3 separate regions of the Sus scrofa genome follow, and regions 2 and 3 are each linked to region 1. The links are chromatin contacts, called in public HiChIP or PLAC-seq and promoter capture Hi-C maps. All regions are on one chromosome and are shown on one strand. Each heading gives the region's core, a stretch centred on a gene start, on an enhancer-like site or on the middle of the called end of the contact. The rest is flanking DNA. Distances are from core to core; before and after follow the strand shown. Region 1 holds the start of ABCB6 (ATP-binding cassette sub-family B member 6, mitochondrial). Region 2 holds the start of ARPC2 (actin related protein 2/3 complex subunit 2). Region 3 holds the start of CNOT9 (cell differentiation protein RCD1 homolog).

Region 1 (2,518 bases), core at 6-2,505:
AGCCCTCCAGACACCACATACCGCAGCACCCACAGGCTAAACTGAACCTACAATTAAACGCATGGGGAGAATATCAAGTAAGGCCAAAATCCTATTGTTACTACTTATACCAGGGCTGGGGACTGGTGTAGGGCACACACCCAGGTCCTCCTCAGGGCCCCAGCATCTAGTAGGCTTTAAAAAAAATCCACAGTGACTCAGCACAGCCACTCCCCACCAGCTGGCTATCAGCTCCCAGCACCCAGCAGGGAGGGCGGGCCCCTCCTTTCTTCCCTTAGAGGCATTGGAAGCCTGGAGCCAGTGTGACCAGAATTGTGGTCCTTCTTCCCCGCCCCTGCTAGCCATGCCTCCCCTACCACCACAAGGTCCCTCACCTGCTGGCTCAAGTTCTCCCTTGCCCACCACCACTGTGGGCTGTTCCAAGACACCAGGGCCAAGTTTTCAGCTGCAAAAGCCACTGTCCAGAGGAGCAGGAGACCCGGGCTGTGCGTGAACTTGATCCAGACGCCCATCGCCAGCTTCTGCCGTGCCTGGTTCCGCTCAGTCACAAGCAGCCCCAGGCCACAGGCGCTGGCCACAGTTCCCAATACAGTAGCCAGCAACAGGTAGCCGGGCAGTGGGGCATCCTGGGCAGTGCCCACCCGGCCAATGAGGCCGGCTAGGGGCAGCGCCACCTGAAGTGTGGCCAGAAGCAGCTGCAGCACGTAGGGAGCGACACGAGGACCGGCCGCCCAGGACACCGCATCGGCGCCATCAGGCCTCTCCGGACGCTTGCAGGGAAGAACCGGCACCAAGGCCAGAGCCCCCAGGCCCATCAGCATTGAGGGCACAAGCGTGAAGAAGAAGCAGGGGCTGAGGCCTTTCACCCAGACCGGACCCGCGGGTCCTTCGGCCTCGCAGTAGTTACCCACAGTCACCATGGTAATGCGTGGCCTCCGGCAGGGGCTGCGGGGACTAAGGGACAGGAGAACCGGATCGGCCGCTGGGGGCTGGGAGCGGAATCCCGGGTATCTCGGGTCATAGAGCCTCCCGGCGCTAAGCTGCTGGGGTCGCAGGGTAGGGACGCACGTGGACCCGGCCACACCACCCACTCAGGTCGCGCACGCGCCGCCGCCACGCACTCACGCCGGGCACGTACGCCGTCGCAGCCGTCTGCCCCTCGCTCGCGGCAGGGACCCTCGGGTCAAGTGCCGGCCTGCAGGAACGTTCGGCGCTCCACTCCAGCCGCTCTCTTCAGCGGCAGCCCCGCCCTCCCAGCCCCTACTCAGGGTCCCCATTGGCCGAGTGTCCCCGAAGGGGCGGGGGAAAATGGTGCATGCCAGGGAAGGCAAAATAGACGGGCGGAGTCGGCATGGTCACGTGCTCAGGGCGGGAAATCTGACCGCACGTCCTGCCGGAGTCCTTGACCTCCACCGAACCGTGGATTAGAAGCTGCTCTCCTGCTCTCCGACTAGGTCGGTATATCCAAGCGACCGCATAGGCCCGCTTTCCTGCAGGGCCGACCTGGCCCCCCCGCCACCTGGGTGAGCCACACACACCCTATGCCCATTGTCCCCAGAACCCTAGCCGGGCGGACGAGACAACAATACGCGACCAGGTCAAAGTCCCTTCTTTATTAAGGGTTGTCAAGCTATACACGGTCCCCACCCCGTTCCACCGTGAATTTAGACAGCGTAGTTCACCGCTCACTCGCAGTGGACGGAGCTGGGTGAAGGGTGAGGCGGACTTCACAAGGAGCTGGGTCCCAGCATGCAATGCGGCAGCCCAAAGCCCTGGGCGAAGCAGTCCTGTCGCCCTCCATCCCCCTCTAGGGGACAGCGGGATGCAGGCCACAGCTCTCGTCCTGGGAGATAACCAAGGGCATACTCCAGCCCTGTCCGTCCCATGTGCAGGTGGTGGGGAGGTACCATAAGCAGCAGGGGGGCCAGGAAGGCCTCTGTCCCCCCCCCCCCAGGGGTCCATCCTAACATTGGAGAGGGCAGCAAAGAATTTCCATCCCGCTCCTGCAATTTCGTAAACCTTCCTTCTTAGTGTCAAAAGATAGCGTGACGGGAGCTGGGAGTGAGAGCCTCCACACCAACGCAAAGCAAAAGCTTAACAGAAGGGGAGCGAGCCAACAGAACGAGAACAAGCAGGAACAAGCGGCACACATGCCAGTGATGTGCGGGAAGCAGGGGAGAGGTGAGCAGGCTGCAGCACTGGGAGAGAACTGGGGGTGAGGTAAGGGCCACAGCCTGAGCTGCTCGTCTGTTCAGGGTAGGGGAAGAGAGGCTATAGAGGTCGAGGGTCCAGGCCCAACCTCCTCCCCACTCCACAGTTGGCACGTGTTCTCCCTGCTTGGCAGCTTCTGTGGTGGGCAGTCCTCTGGAGATCTGCAAGGGTGGGTGCAAAGGTGGCAGTACTGGGGCTGGGCTGGGGACCAGTTTCTAGCACCACACTCTGAGCCAAGGGGGGTCCTGGGGATGAGGCTAGAGTCCTGTGCGCCCTGATTCCTAGGCCCCCAATCTCTCGGCGAGCC
Region 2 (2,518 bases), core at 11-2,510, 960 kb before region 1:
ATAAGCAGCAGGTGTGGCCCTAAAAATCAAGAAAAAAAAGAAAGAAAGAAAGAAAAAAGAAGAAGAAAAAGAGGAATGAAGGAAAGCAGAAAGGAAGCTCTATAGAAGGTCTCTACTAAGTGGATGGAAAATATGACTTGAGTCTTCTGAATTGGAAAAGAAAGCAGGAGCACCCCTAAACAGAAAAAAAGAGAGTTAGCAAATAATTTGGGGGTATTTGCAATGTCTTGAAGTTTATCCATGTCCAGTAAATAAATTCATTTTGAAGAGCTGTCTGGGCCTGATGACAAGAGCTAGTTTTTGTCAATTTTTGCCTCCCTGATACTTTCTTAAGAACACTTAGCAGAAAATAAATCAATACTCCTAAAAAGAGCTCAGCTAAATTTGTTAGATTCTCCCTGGAGAAGGAAAAGTACAAAACCAGGCACACAGGCAGACGCAACACAAAAATGAGTTCATTTTCCTCACACAGATGAGTAAAAAATTATGTCTCTGGCAGAGGTGCTGGGAGGTAAGGCAGAAAAAAATCACGTTTGGGGCACCTAGAGGCATCTCCAGGCACAGAAAGGGAGACAAGAGAGGAACCCAGGGAGGCTTATTCACTTTGGTGACGTCTCATTCCTTTCCTTCTTTGCTCTTTTAACCGATTTGTAGTTACATATCTGAAAGTTTGTTGTCTGTTTCCTTTGCCAGACTATAAGCTCCACGAGGGCGGAACCTCATCTGTTTCAGGCGTCACTGTATCCCCAGCACAGAACAGGAGCCCACTTAACATTTGCTGAGCAAATTAAGGCACGATGGTGCCACTGGACAGCCATTAGTGTGGCATGAGGAAGGATCACACCGACCACAAAGTGAGAGTAAAGACGCCGACTAGGAAATGAAAACAGTGAGCTTCTTGTCAGAAATAACAGGACCTCGTGCGTAGAAGTAAACTCTTCGGGAGTGCAGGATGCAAGCGCTGGACCGCGAGGCAGGCCTCGAGGAATGACAGCTAGCCGGGAGACACACTTTCAACAGCGGGCCGAGGGCGGGGCTGTGGGAAAGTGGAGAGTCGCGGCATCGCGCGTGCGCACGCGCGGCCTCCGCCCCTTCACCTGGTGCGCCTGCGTGCGCGCGCACGAGGGGTCGGAGCGGAAATGGCGCCGCGGGGCCTCGGGGCCGCGCGTCCGGGCGGCGAGCGGAAGTGGGTGTGAGAGCGGAAGTGGCCGGCTGGAGCCGGGGGCTGGGCGGGGACCGAGCTTGTCGGTGAGGCGGCAGCGGCGGCGGCGGCGGCGGCGGCGGCGGCTCGGCAGGCGGGTTCAGGCTTCGGGGGCCAGGTCGGTCGGGTGGGTGGGTGTCTCCACAGTCAGTGCGTGCGCGGGCTAGCACGCGCGTCTTCCCCTTTCCCCCACCCTGGTCCCTTTCCCCTTCTCCCCTAACCTTCCCCACCCAGCCCCCCTCCTCAGGGGGCAGCAGGGCCGCTCCCTCCGTCCTTTCCTCCCTTACCCACCCTCACCCGCCCTTGTTTCTCCTTCCCCTGTCCGGGGCAGCCGCCGCCATGATCCTGCTGGAGGTGAACAACCGCATCATCGAGGAGACGCTCGCGCTCAAGTTCGAGAACGCGGCCGCCGGGTGAGCGCGCGCCTAGGGCCGGTGGGTGGCGGGGGAGGCAAAGTTGACCCCTGCCAATCGTTCAGACCGTCATACGTGGAGTAGGGAGGTGGGAGACCTGGCCGGGTGCAGGGACTGCCCCGGCGGGGTAGACATGGGAGGTGGTTGGGCGCGGCGGGGTGAGGGGCAGAGATGCGTGGGGAGAGGCTCAGAGGAAGGATGCGGAAGCAGTGAGTGGACAGGAGTGCGCGTGCCAAAGAGACCTGTGGGACGTGAGGGTAGCTTGGACCGGAACTCTCGCTGGAGGATCCCATTGCCCTCTGGAGCGAGCAGGGGACCGCTTCCCACCGTATTCTCCCGTCATTGTTCAGAACCCGGAGAGAGCCCATTGGGGATTGGGTTGGAAGGAGTTTTCAGGGATTCCCAGGACTGGAAGAGTGAAGAAGATGTACCCAGAAGAGGCGCAGATCACCACCAGCCTTCTCGCTCCCCACCCCCACCTCCTCGTCTAAAGGAGCCAGAGGGAAAGCTGAAGGCAGGCCCAGTCTTGCAGCCGGAAAACCCGATCTCTCTAGTTTTCCTTCACCGAACCCTTCTGTAACAGACACTGCCTATTTTGTCACATTTCGCAAGCAAAGTTAATACCCCCCCCATCCACACCCCTTCCTTATCACTCCTCTGAGGTTCTATTCTCCTTTCTCCACCCAGTATCCTCTATCTGGTTGTTTATCTTTTTAAGTTCTTGTATCATACCCCTGGCCTGTGATTTCTTCTGTAGTAATTCTGGCCCAGATAACACACTGAAATGCCTTCAGAGCCTGTAACGTTCTTAGATAAACCTGTTTTTAACCATTGGCCCTTTTAAAAATGGGCTTTAGGAGATGTTTCTAAGGCAGCCGTCTCTGTCAAACGCAGAACCAGTAGA
Region 3 (2,518 bases), core at 11-2,510, 660 kb before region 1:
CCGAGGTCCCCTTCCTTTCTAGCACTGTACTCTTTTTAGGCAATTTCATCCACAACCAGAGCTTCAATTACTTTCAACATAACAGATATATACATATAGATATAGATATATATACATGCACGCACAGACCTGTATATAGTTATATACACACACATCTGCCTATATATCCACTCAGAACTCTATTCTGAGCGCAAACCCAGTATAATCAACTGCCTACTTGACATCCTCTGATAGCTTTTCCAGTTAGACATGTCGGATAGTGCCTCCACAAAATAGGCATTTACACAGAAACTACATTTTGAAAGGATTATAAAATTACTCCAGGCCAACTCTCCAGAAAGAGGATTTTGTCATCAATTATCTTTTCGTGTCATGACCTACAACGGGTAAACCTGACAATCTGATCCGATGGCTAAAGATGGGGAACAACCAACCAAAACCACGACAAAAATACAATTCATGCTTTTTAGTTAAGAGATGGTTAAGGGAGAGAAGATGAAGAATGGTCAATAGAATGAAACAGTATCATGTCCCAAGGCCTGATGGACGTGCGGCAACGGAAGTCACCTTAAGTGATAGCAGGCCTCGCTAAGGGGGGCGCAGCGGAGGACAGCCCCCAGCAAAAAGGAGCCAGGTTTGAGTTGCGGGGGGGAGCGAGTGACAGTAAAAGACCAGGTCAAAGGAGGGGGAAAGCCTGGGGGAAGACCCAAGTAGAGTACCTGTGAGGCCAGAGGGGGCGTCGCGGGGATGGGGGCGGGCTGAGCAGCAGCCGGACGAACTCCAGAGGAGTGAACGCCGAGTGGGCGGACCGCAAGGGGCGGGGGGTGGGGGGGCCAGGGTAAAACGGCTCTGTGGAGACGCTCGCCGGGCCCGCCTTACCTGTGCCCGCGAGTCCGGAGCGCCGGACAGGCCTGCCGGAAGCACGGAGTCCAAGCGGAGGGGGAGGAGCTGGGGGTAAGGAAGGAAGGGACACCAAACACGAAAGAGAGGGGCCGCTCACTCCCCCAGTCAGGGAGAGCGGCTGATGGCGGGAACTGTGACCACACGCAAACACGCACGCACGCACGCACACTCGACGCGACCAGACGAGGTGCGTGCGCGAAAGCCTGGAAACTCCGCCCCTCCTACGCCCTCGCCCCGCCCCAGCACCGAGGGAAATCTCGCAGAGGTAGCCCCGCCCCTGTACTGATCGTAGTACGCACGCGCACTATCCATCTCACGCACTTTGCACCGCCCACCATTTCCCTCCGCGTCAGCCCTGTTGGGCATGCGCACTACTTGTCCCCTCCAGACTGCCGGGTTTTTCCCGCCCTTTACTGGCCTCTGGAGGAGGCTCAGAGTTCACGCCCCTCTATGGGGATACCTGCTCCGAGCCGGGGAATGCGAGGACTAGTAGGTGGCAGACGTCCTTCTGGTCCTGAATCTTAAGGGACAAAGGATAAACTCTAGGACTGTTAACTCTTTGGAGAGCTGAGAGGCGGGAAGAGGTAGTGTGGGAGGGGTCAGAGGTGAAAGGTCAGAGGGCTGCGAAGGGGGCGGAGCGAGCCGGAGGCGGATGGCGGCTGCGGCGGCTCATCATCTTTGGCGGCAGAGGCGCTGAAGCTGGGACGCGAGTCCGGCGCGTCCGGCAGTTGGAGGAGAGCGGCGGCCGCTCCCAACATGCACAGTCTGGCGACGGCTGCGGTAAGTGCCCGGGCCGCCAGGCCTGGGGCCCAGAAGCCTTCCTTAACCCCGCGTTTCGGCCTTCTTTTCCAGCTCCCTGTCTCGGTCCGGGAGTCCTGCTCCTCCTGCCCTCAACCCGCGAGGCCCGGGCCTCCCTCCTCGCCGCGCTTGGCTGTGGCGGAGCAGGCCCCCGCTTTCCTCGCCGGCCGGCTCTCGCGGCCTCTGGCGTGCCGCGTAGTGCGTTCTTTTCAGGCCCCGGGGCCTGGTCCCGCGGCCAGAGCGCCTCCTTCGCAGCCCCGACCCGCCATTCATTGATTCATTTGCTTGACCAACAGTTTCAGGGCGTCAGTTGCGTGCTTGGCGTCGGCGGAGCGAGGGGAGTTCCGCAGTTTGTCTGACATGACCCATGCTGTCGAAACTCCCAGCCTAGGCACATCGCGGCGGGGAGGAAATGGCTTTTAGCTCATGCCACTTGCTTTACAGATGCAAAATCCGAGACCCGGAGAAGTGAACAGTTACTACGTTTGACTTTCGATTCTCTGAGATTACAACCTTTTTTCACATCTCGTTTTACCAGCGTGATCTTTCACCAAGAAAAACAGTGTAAATCAACCTGCCTGAAGTAATCCTATGGCTTCCCATTGCATTGAGATAATATCCAGACTCCTTGCCTCGGCCTACAAGGTCCTCCCTGAACGTTATGTTCCTGACCCTCGTTTTCAGTCTCTTGTCACTGCTCCGCAGGCTCCAGCTACACTGGCCTCAGTTCCATCTTTTCTCCCTATGCTTTTACACTCCAGCTTGCACCTTCTGATCTCTATTCCTAGAATGCTCTCTCTCTCACACACACACATAC

The links. Promoter capture Hi-C pulls out the DNA fragments that hold promoters and counts their contacts. HiChIP or PLAC-seq counts read pairs in DNA pulled down with a chosen protein or histone mark.
Region 2: a contact with region 1 is called in an H3K27ac HiChIP or PLAC-seq map of alveolar macrophages. The contact joins the promoter of ARPC2 here to the promoter of ABCB6 in region 1. A contact is called at or near these places in 1 of 5 promoter capture datasets (liver) and 1 of 2 datasets of contacts at active chromatin or transcription factors (alveolar macrophages).
Region 3: a contact with region 1 is called in a promoter capture Hi-C map of liver, with 5 times the contacts expected there. The contact joins the promoter of CNOT9 here to the promoter of ABCB6 in region 1. A contact is called at or near these places in 1 of 5 promoter capture datasets (liver) and 1 of 2 datasets of contacts at active chromatin or transcription factors (alveolar macrophages).

What each region holds. Positions count from the first base shown.
Region 1 is chr15:121,253,095-121,255,612 of Sscrofa11.1, forward strand. It overlaps ABCB6 (ATP-binding cassette sub-family B member 6, mitochondrial), which reads right to left and starts at 1,256. Exons shown (of 20, transcript XM_005672225.3): 1 at 1,126-1,256; 2 at 375-954; 3 at 1-47. The coding sequence starts at 920. It overlaps ATG9A (autophagy related 9A), which reads right to left. Exons shown (of 14, transcript NM_001190275.1): 14 at 1,261-1,362. The coding sequence ends at 1,261.
Region 2 is chr15:120,295,862-120,298,379 of Sscrofa11.1, forward strand. It overlaps ARPC2 (actin related protein 2/3 complex subunit 2), which reads left to right and starts at 1,261. Exons shown (of 11, transcript NM_001190239.1): 1 at 1,261-1,319; 2 at 1,533-1,614. The coding sequence starts at 1,541.
Region 3 is chr15:120,589,094-120,591,611 of Sscrofa11.1, forward strand. It overlaps CNOT9 (cell differentiation protein RCD1 homolog), which reads left to right and starts at 1,261. Exons shown (of 9, transcript XM_001925220.5): 1 at 1,261-1,683. The coding sequence starts at 1,660. It overlaps USP37 (ubiquitin carboxyl-terminal hydrolase 37), which reads right to left and starts at 1,137. Exons shown (of 24, transcript XM_003133658.6): 1 at 880-1,137.